Linked DNA regions of Sus scrofa: region 2 is linked to region 1. A link is a contact called in public HiChIP or PLAC-seq data. All regions are on one chromosome and are shown on one strand. The core of a region is the stretch at or near the end of the contact, and the rest is flanking DNA. Distances in the headings are between cores, read along the strand shown.

The links. HiChIP or PLAC-seq counts read pairs in DNA pulled down with a chosen protein or histone mark.
Region 2: an H3K27ac HiChIP or PLAC-seq map of alveolar macrophages shows a contact between it and region 1. The contact joins two enhancer-like sites. A contact is called at or near these places in 7 of 47 Hi-C or Micro-C datasets (embryonic fibroblasts, fetal skeletal muscle, heart right ventricle and 3 more) and 2 of 2 datasets of contacts at active chromatin or transcription factors (alveolar macrophages and skeletal muscle).

What each region holds. Positions count from the first base shown.
Region 1 is chr10:41,002,695-41,006,318 of Sscrofa11.1, reverse strand. No RefSeq gene overlaps it. Among named protein-coding and RNA genes, the nearest start is that of JCAD, 94 kb to the right of the region's middle. Within about 2 kb of position 1,773, at least 5 of the 83 cell types and tissues checked have an H3K27ac peak or open chromatin away from gene starts, as enhancers often do. A contact at or near this core is called in alveolar macrophages, where this site is marked.
Region 2 is chr10:41,294,054-41,297,677 of Sscrofa11.1, reverse strand. The region is part of intron 3 of SVIL (supervillin); the gene reads right to left. Among named protein-coding and RNA genes, the nearest start is that of SVIL, 120 kb to the right of the region's middle. Within about 2 kb of position 1,942, at least 1 of the 83 cell types and tissues checked has an H3K27ac peak or open chromatin away from gene starts, as enhancers often do. A contact at or near this core is called in alveolar macrophages, where this site is marked.

The sequences.
Region 1 (3,624 bases), core at 524-3,023:
TGTGTGATGCTGGGCGAGCTACATCCCTGCCCCTTTTCTGGAAGAGCCCATGGCCCGTACAGTAGAAGTGGGATGTGAGCCTCACATGCAAGCCTCATTGGTGACTTTCAATTCACTGGTAGTGCCTTTCAAAAAGGAGAAGAAACAGGAGTTCCCACTGGAGGTCAGTGGATTAAGAATCTGACATAGTATCCCTGAGGATGAGGGTTAGGTTCCTGGCCTGAGGGTTAAGGATCCGGCTGTTGTGGCAAGTAGGTCGCAGATATGCTGGAATCTGATGTTGCTGTGGCTGTGCCATAGGCCTGCAGCTGCAGCTCCAATTTGACCCCCTAGCCTGGGAATTTCTATATGCCGCAGGTGTGGCTGTAAAAGAAAAAAAAAAGAAACAGGTGAAATTAATTTAGTAATGTGTTAAATTTAACCCAAATGCTAAAGCAGTATTTCTTTTTTATATGGTTAATATTATTGCTAACTTTATTTTATTTTTATTTAAATTTTTTTTGGCAGCACCCAAGGCATGGCAAAGTTCCCAGGTCAGGGATCGAACCCATGCCACAGCTGTAACCACAGCCAGATCCTTAACCCACTGTGCCACCAAGGGAACTTCTAAAGTAGTATTTCAATGTGTGATATAAAACCACTGAGCTATTTTGCATCTATTGTTCAAAGTCTTCAAAGCTGGGGTGCTGTCTACACTGATAGGACATCTCTGTGGGGACCGCCCGTCGCAGGTGCTCCTTCGTGTAAGGCAGGACTGGCAGCTGTGACAATCCACTGGGCGCTATGACAAAGCCCCAGAGTCTGAGAGTAAGGATGAGGAGCCCATATGTACCCAGGGCCCACAGTGTGATTTTGTTTTTGTCCCAAACTGGAGGCTGTCACCAAAATATCAAATGCCAGCTGAGCCCATTTCTTTCCCTTTTTCCAGCGTGCACACCTACCTTCCTTCTCTCTCTACACACACACACACACACACACACAGATGCACAGAAAAACAAATACACAAGTACCTGCACACATACAAACACACACATACACACAGTATAGTTGACTTACAGTGTTGTATTAGTTTTAGGTGTACAGCAAAGCGAATCAGTGATGCATGCACATATATCTATTCTTTTTTCCCATGTAGGTTTACCTGTTGAGTAGATTTTTCTGTGCTACTCAGTAGGTTCTTGTTAATCATCTATTTTATATAGTAGCGTGTGTGTGTTATTCCCATCCTCTCGTTCTTCCTTTCCCCCGACAGTTTCACCCGTGGTAACCACAAGACTGGTTTTGAAATCTGTGAGTTTGATTCTGCTTTTTAAATAAGTTATTTTGTATCCTTGTTTATTAGATTCCACATAGAGGTGACACCATATGATATTTATCTTTCTTGGTCTGACTTACTTCACTCAGTATGATCAACTCTAGGTCCATCCATGTTGCTGCAAATGGTGTTATTTCATGCTTTTTATGGCTGAATAATATTCCATAGTATATATGTACTGTATCTGCTTTATCCCACTGGCTCTAAGGCCTGTAGAGGCTTCCAGCAAAGAGCTTGTGAGTCATCTGCCTGTTTTCACAGATCAAGTCAGGTCCAGGGACAGAATCCCCTCGGCGCTGTTCTTTCGTGCCAGCCCACGAGTACGGCAGCGAAGTACTTCAATCCAGATCTTAGATGAGTATGTCTGGGCTTCTGTTTGCAGGAAAAGCTGCCAGCCCTCGCCTGAGCCAGGCTGAATCTGCGCTCTGGACCAGATCCTTCCTTGGCATGAGCAGACGCTGCCCTCTAGTGCCTGAATGCTGGTAGGACATCTCAGCTTAGGCTGCGCAGGACAGTAGCCTCTGCCATCCTCATTCCCGGAGTCACAGCGCAGAGCCCACGTCTGCTCTGAAGGTGAGCCACTCCCCTGCCTGCAAATCCCTCATGTCCCTGTGCCGGGCAGGGCTACTACATCTTTCGGTAGGCTCTGCTCTAGAAGAAGGGACTTTTTCCACTGGCAAGGACGCACCTTGTCTGTCATCCCGAAGCCATTTATCCCAATGGCTACTGAATGGCCAGTGTTGATACTTGGCTGGAATTCCAACTCAGAATCCACAAATCTCACATGTATTTCCTAGTCTCTCCAAAGTGACTATCCTTTTAGAGACCAAGGGTATTTCCAAAGACATCCATTGAAACACTAAGAAACACAGCCCCTCCTCATGTGTGATGGTTTTGGAGGAAAAGAAAAAAGGACAGGTGCCCTCTAATGATTTTTTACAATTTAATTTTATTTTCATTAGAGTCTAGTTGATTTGCAGTGTTGTGTCAATTTCTGCTGAACAGCATAGTGACCCAGACATACACATATATACATTCTTTTTTTCATACTATCTAATGATTTTTAGCCTTTGAAGATGAGTAAGAGGAAGAGTCTGAGGTCAGCTTGACCCTCAGGTATAAACCGGACAGGACAAGAAGGAAAGCTTACCAAGGAGGCCGGCCCAGGATCAGTCTAGCAGGGCAGACAGGGGTCAAAGGACAGAGAGCTAATCTCTGGAGCACTCACCCTCTCCAGGGGATTCCTGATACCCCTGAAGGCCCTGACCTCAGACATCTACAAGTTATACAAATTCGTGGATACCTTGAGAGTACACAATTCTCCCTGTAAATGTAGCAGCATATAAGTGAACAATGTGGCTCAATGGGTTAAGAGTTGGACACAGTGTCTATGAAGATGTGGGTTCGATCCCTGGCCTCGCTCGGTGGGTTAAGGGTCCAGCGTTGCCACGAGCTGTGAAGTAGGTCACAGATGCAGCTCAGATCCTGTGTTGCTGTGGCTGTGGTGTAGGCCGGCAGCTGCAGCTCCGATTTGACACCTAAACTGGGAACTTCCATATGCCATGGGTGCAGCCCTGAAAAAGAAAAAAAGTTTGTGTTTTGTTTTGTTTTTGTTTTTTCTTTTTTAGGGCTGCATCTGTGGCATATGGAAGTTGCCAGGATAGGGGTAGAATTGGAGTAGCAGCTGCTGGCCTACACCATAGCCACAGCAACATAGGACCCAAGCCACGTCTGCTACCTACACTACAGCTCATGGCAAATCCAGATCCCTGACCCACTGAGTGAGGTCAGGGATTGAATTCACATCCTCATGGATACTAGTTGGATTCATTTCCACTGAACCACAATGGGAACTCCCCCCAAAAAAGTTGTAAATAAGATAAAATAAATGAACAATGGAATTAGCACATGTCCCAGTCAGTCGCTTTGTCACTGTACTGCTGTGTAACAAGCAACCATGAACATTTCAAGAATATACACAGTAAGCATTTGTTTCCCACTCACACCTCCTGAGTCAGCTGGGGTGAACCTTCTTCAAGCCACAGGTCTTTGGACTGACTGGGGTAAGAAGGTCATTCGTTTTTCCAGAATGAGGGTTGCAGCGGGGGTAGGGGTGGGGGGTGGCGGTTATTTTCATGGCAATGGGAGTAATCCAAACATCACACCCTGTGGACCTCAATGTGCCTCTGAACTAATCAAGGGGAGGGCAGGAGACACACAGAGCCCTGTGGTGGAACATCCTGGGCTGGCTGCCTGGTCATTGATGTACTGAGTCCCGCCAAATTGGCCGATTTATGTGCAGCCTAGGA
Region 2 (3,624 bases), core at 693-3,192, 290 kb before region 1:
TCTCAGCAGTAGCGACTGTGCTTAATTACTCATTGTGTTTAAAAGCTAAAACTGATTATTCCTCACTGGTCACCTGCCCTATAAAAACGGAAGTGTTTAAAATAAAAACATGTAATTACCTTCCTTCTGGAGAAGGCCTGAATGAGTCAGAATTGTTACAAAGCGAATTTCCACTAGGGAGCTCAGCAGATGAGGACATCAAATGCTCTCAGCTCTTTGGGCATTTGGCTCCTTCCTGTGAGTGTGTGTGCGCGTGCATGTGCGCGCAAGGGCCATTCATCAATTTCTTCACTGCACAACTAATCGCTGAACACCTGCTAAGTACCAATCATTGGGGCAGTATCTGCTTGGTTGTTTTGGCCACCCCGGGGCACATAGAGCTCCCGGGCCAGGGATCAAGATCCGAGCAACAGTCTCGACCTAAGCTGCAGTTGCGGCAATGCCAGATCCTTAACCCACTGTGCCAGGTCTGGGGATCCAACCCATGTCCTAGTACACCAATCCAATGTGCCACAGCGGGAGCTCCTGAAGCAGTAACTGTCAGAAGTCCTAAATATTAAACACACCAATATCAAATATAAGTGTGATATTATATGCTAAGCAACATGCTTCCGTTGCTTAGAAATAGCTGCCACTAGAGGTCCCATCGTGGCTCAGCAGAAATGAATCTGATTAGTATCCATGAGGACGCAGGTTTGATCCCTGGCCTCAGTGGGTTAAGGATCCGGTATTGCCATGAGCTGTGGTATAGGTCACAGACGTGGCTCGGATCTCTCTCATGTTGCTGTGGCTGTAGCTGTGGCCGGCAGCTACAGCTCAGACTCAAGCTCTAGCCTGGGAACCTCCATATGTGGTAGGTATGGCCCTAAAAAGCACACACACACACACACACAAAATCTGCCACTTGTACATATCTGACTTTTGGAATAACTAAGAGTTCCCTGTACTTCAAACAAATGTCCACACTGATTTCTTCAAGTTCCATCCATCAAGCTTAAGTCAAGCTGGGGGCCTTCCCTATACAACTTGCAACGACATCCCATCATAACCACCTACATGATATGCTTAGAAAAAAGATCAAGTTGAGTCTTGGTTTCAATCTTTATCAACTCAAGGTTCTTTCAACATACAGTTGGTACCTTGCCTCTTTGGGAAAACGGTGCTCCTGACTTTCAGACAAAACCAGGGAAACCTGCGCTGTAACTTCTGACATTCAGGCAATGATGACACAGATGTACATGGTGTTCCCCATCAAATCAAATCTACAATAAATTGATCTATAAGACAGATCTTAGATAAATAAAACCTCACAGAGCACACTTGTTTGTTTGGCATTAGGATTTACAGCACTGAGCTGATATATATATATTTTGTCTTTTTGCCATTTCTTGGGCCGCTCCCATGGCATATGGAGGTTCCCAGGCCAGGGGTCCAATCAGAGCTGTAGCCGCCGGCCTTCACCAGAGCCACAGCAACGCGGGATCCAAGCCGTGTCTGCAACCCACACCACAGCTCACGGCAACACCGGATCCTTAATCCACTGAGCAAGGCCAGGGATCGAACCCACAACCTCATGGTTCCTAGATGGATTCACTAACCACTGAGTCATGATGGGAACTCCAGCAATGAGTTGATATTTTTATATAAACTTCATGGCAGGTGATGGATTTCTCTCAAGAACAAGAGATGTTATTTTAAATTTCAAATAATACATGAGTAACATCTTAAAATGACACTGCAGAGGGCAGCCAGAGTGCATCCAAGTAATGCTATTTTTCTGCATGGTCTACAAAGGCGCCAGGGTGCTGGCTGGCCCGAGAGTCTTCTCTCATGTGCCGAGGTCCTCCTCAAGTGTGTGTGTGTGTGTGTACAGTGTGTGCCAGCATTCACTGTTTCCCACACTGCTGTCTACTTAAATCTGAGTTAGCTAGAGAAGAAGCAAATTCACATTAAGAAATTCTGTCCAGGACTTCCTGTTGTGGCTCAGTGGGTTACAAACCCAACTAGTATCCATGAGGATGTGGGTTTGATCTTGGCCTCGTTTCGTGGGTTAAGGATCTGGCATTGTGGTGAGCTGTGATGTAGGTTGCAGACGCGGCTCGGATCCTGCATGGCTGTGGCTACAGCGTAGACTGGCAGCTGCAGCTCCAGCTCAGATTAGACCCCTAACCTGGGAACTATACCATATACCATGGGTATGGGCCTAAAAATGGGACCAAAAAAAAAAAAAGAAAAAAGAAATTCTGTCCCATTAGAGAACTATCGTCAACATCCTATGATAAACCATAACGGAAAAGAATATTTTCAATTTTTAAAAAATTTTTTAAATAATACTTGAAATTATTTTTAATTCTTTTTGAAAGAAGGTACATATGGGAGTTCCTGTCGTGGTTCAGTGGTTAACAAACCCAACTAGCAACCATGAGGACGCAGGTTCGATCCCTGGCCTTGCTAAGTGGGTTAAGGATCCGGCATTGCTGTGAGTTATGGTATAGGTCACATACACGGCTCAGATCTGGTGTTGCTGTGGCTGCGGTGTAGGCCAGCGGTTATAGCTCCGATTCAACCCCTAGCCTGGAAACCTCCATATACCACAGGAGTGGCCCTAAAAAGACAAAAGACAAAAATATAAAAGAAAAGAAAAGAAGGTACGTATGTGTAACTGAGTCACTTTGCTGTATAGCAGAAGTGAACACACCATTGACAATCAACTACACTTCCATTTAAAAAAAAAAAAAAGAAAGAAATTCTGATTAACTAAAACATCTCCAAAAAGCAGGTACAAGTAAACTCTTTCTGGAGATTTCTTGGAGCCATCCTCCTAGATGACCAGGACATAGGGTTTCCGACCCTCCAAGGGGTACAAGTGCTGCTGGTGGGATCCAGATTCCAATGCGGATGCAACTTTTCCCAAATCAGTGTCTATGTGGTTCTCCATCCAATGGAGGGGGAAAAAAATGGCCAAGACCCTCCAAACTGGACAGCAGATGAGGGTATCTGATGTATTTCACGTATTTATTTTACATTTGAGAATGGTATTTATTTATTATTTAATATTTAGGAACCGTACATTACTTATGTTTTTTCATTTTTTCAAATTTTATCGACGTCTGGTTGATATGCAATATTGTGATCATTTCTGCTGGACATCAAAGCGACTCAGTTACACATGGACGCACATCCATTCTCTTTCAGATTCTTTTCCCAAACAGACCAGCACAGAATACTGGGGAGTGTTCCCCCTGGGGACCTCAGATAGATTGACTGATTGATTGATTGATTTTTGCTTTTTTTTTTTTTAAAGAGCTGAACCCAGAGCATATGGAAGTTTCCAGGCTAGGGCTTAATTCACTGCTGCAGCTGCCAGCCTACACCACAGCCATAGCAACAAGGGATACCAGCCACATCTGGGAACTACACCACAGCTCACGACGACACGGGATCCTTAATCCACTGAGCAAGGCCAGGGATGGAACCTGCATCCTCATGGGTACTAGTCGGGTTTGTTACTGCTGAGCCACGATGGGAACTCGCTGGGACATCTGATTTAGAAGACTGATACCTACTTGAATATTGCACAATCTGGCCAAGACCTGCAAACATTTTCAAGTCAATGTCAAGGGC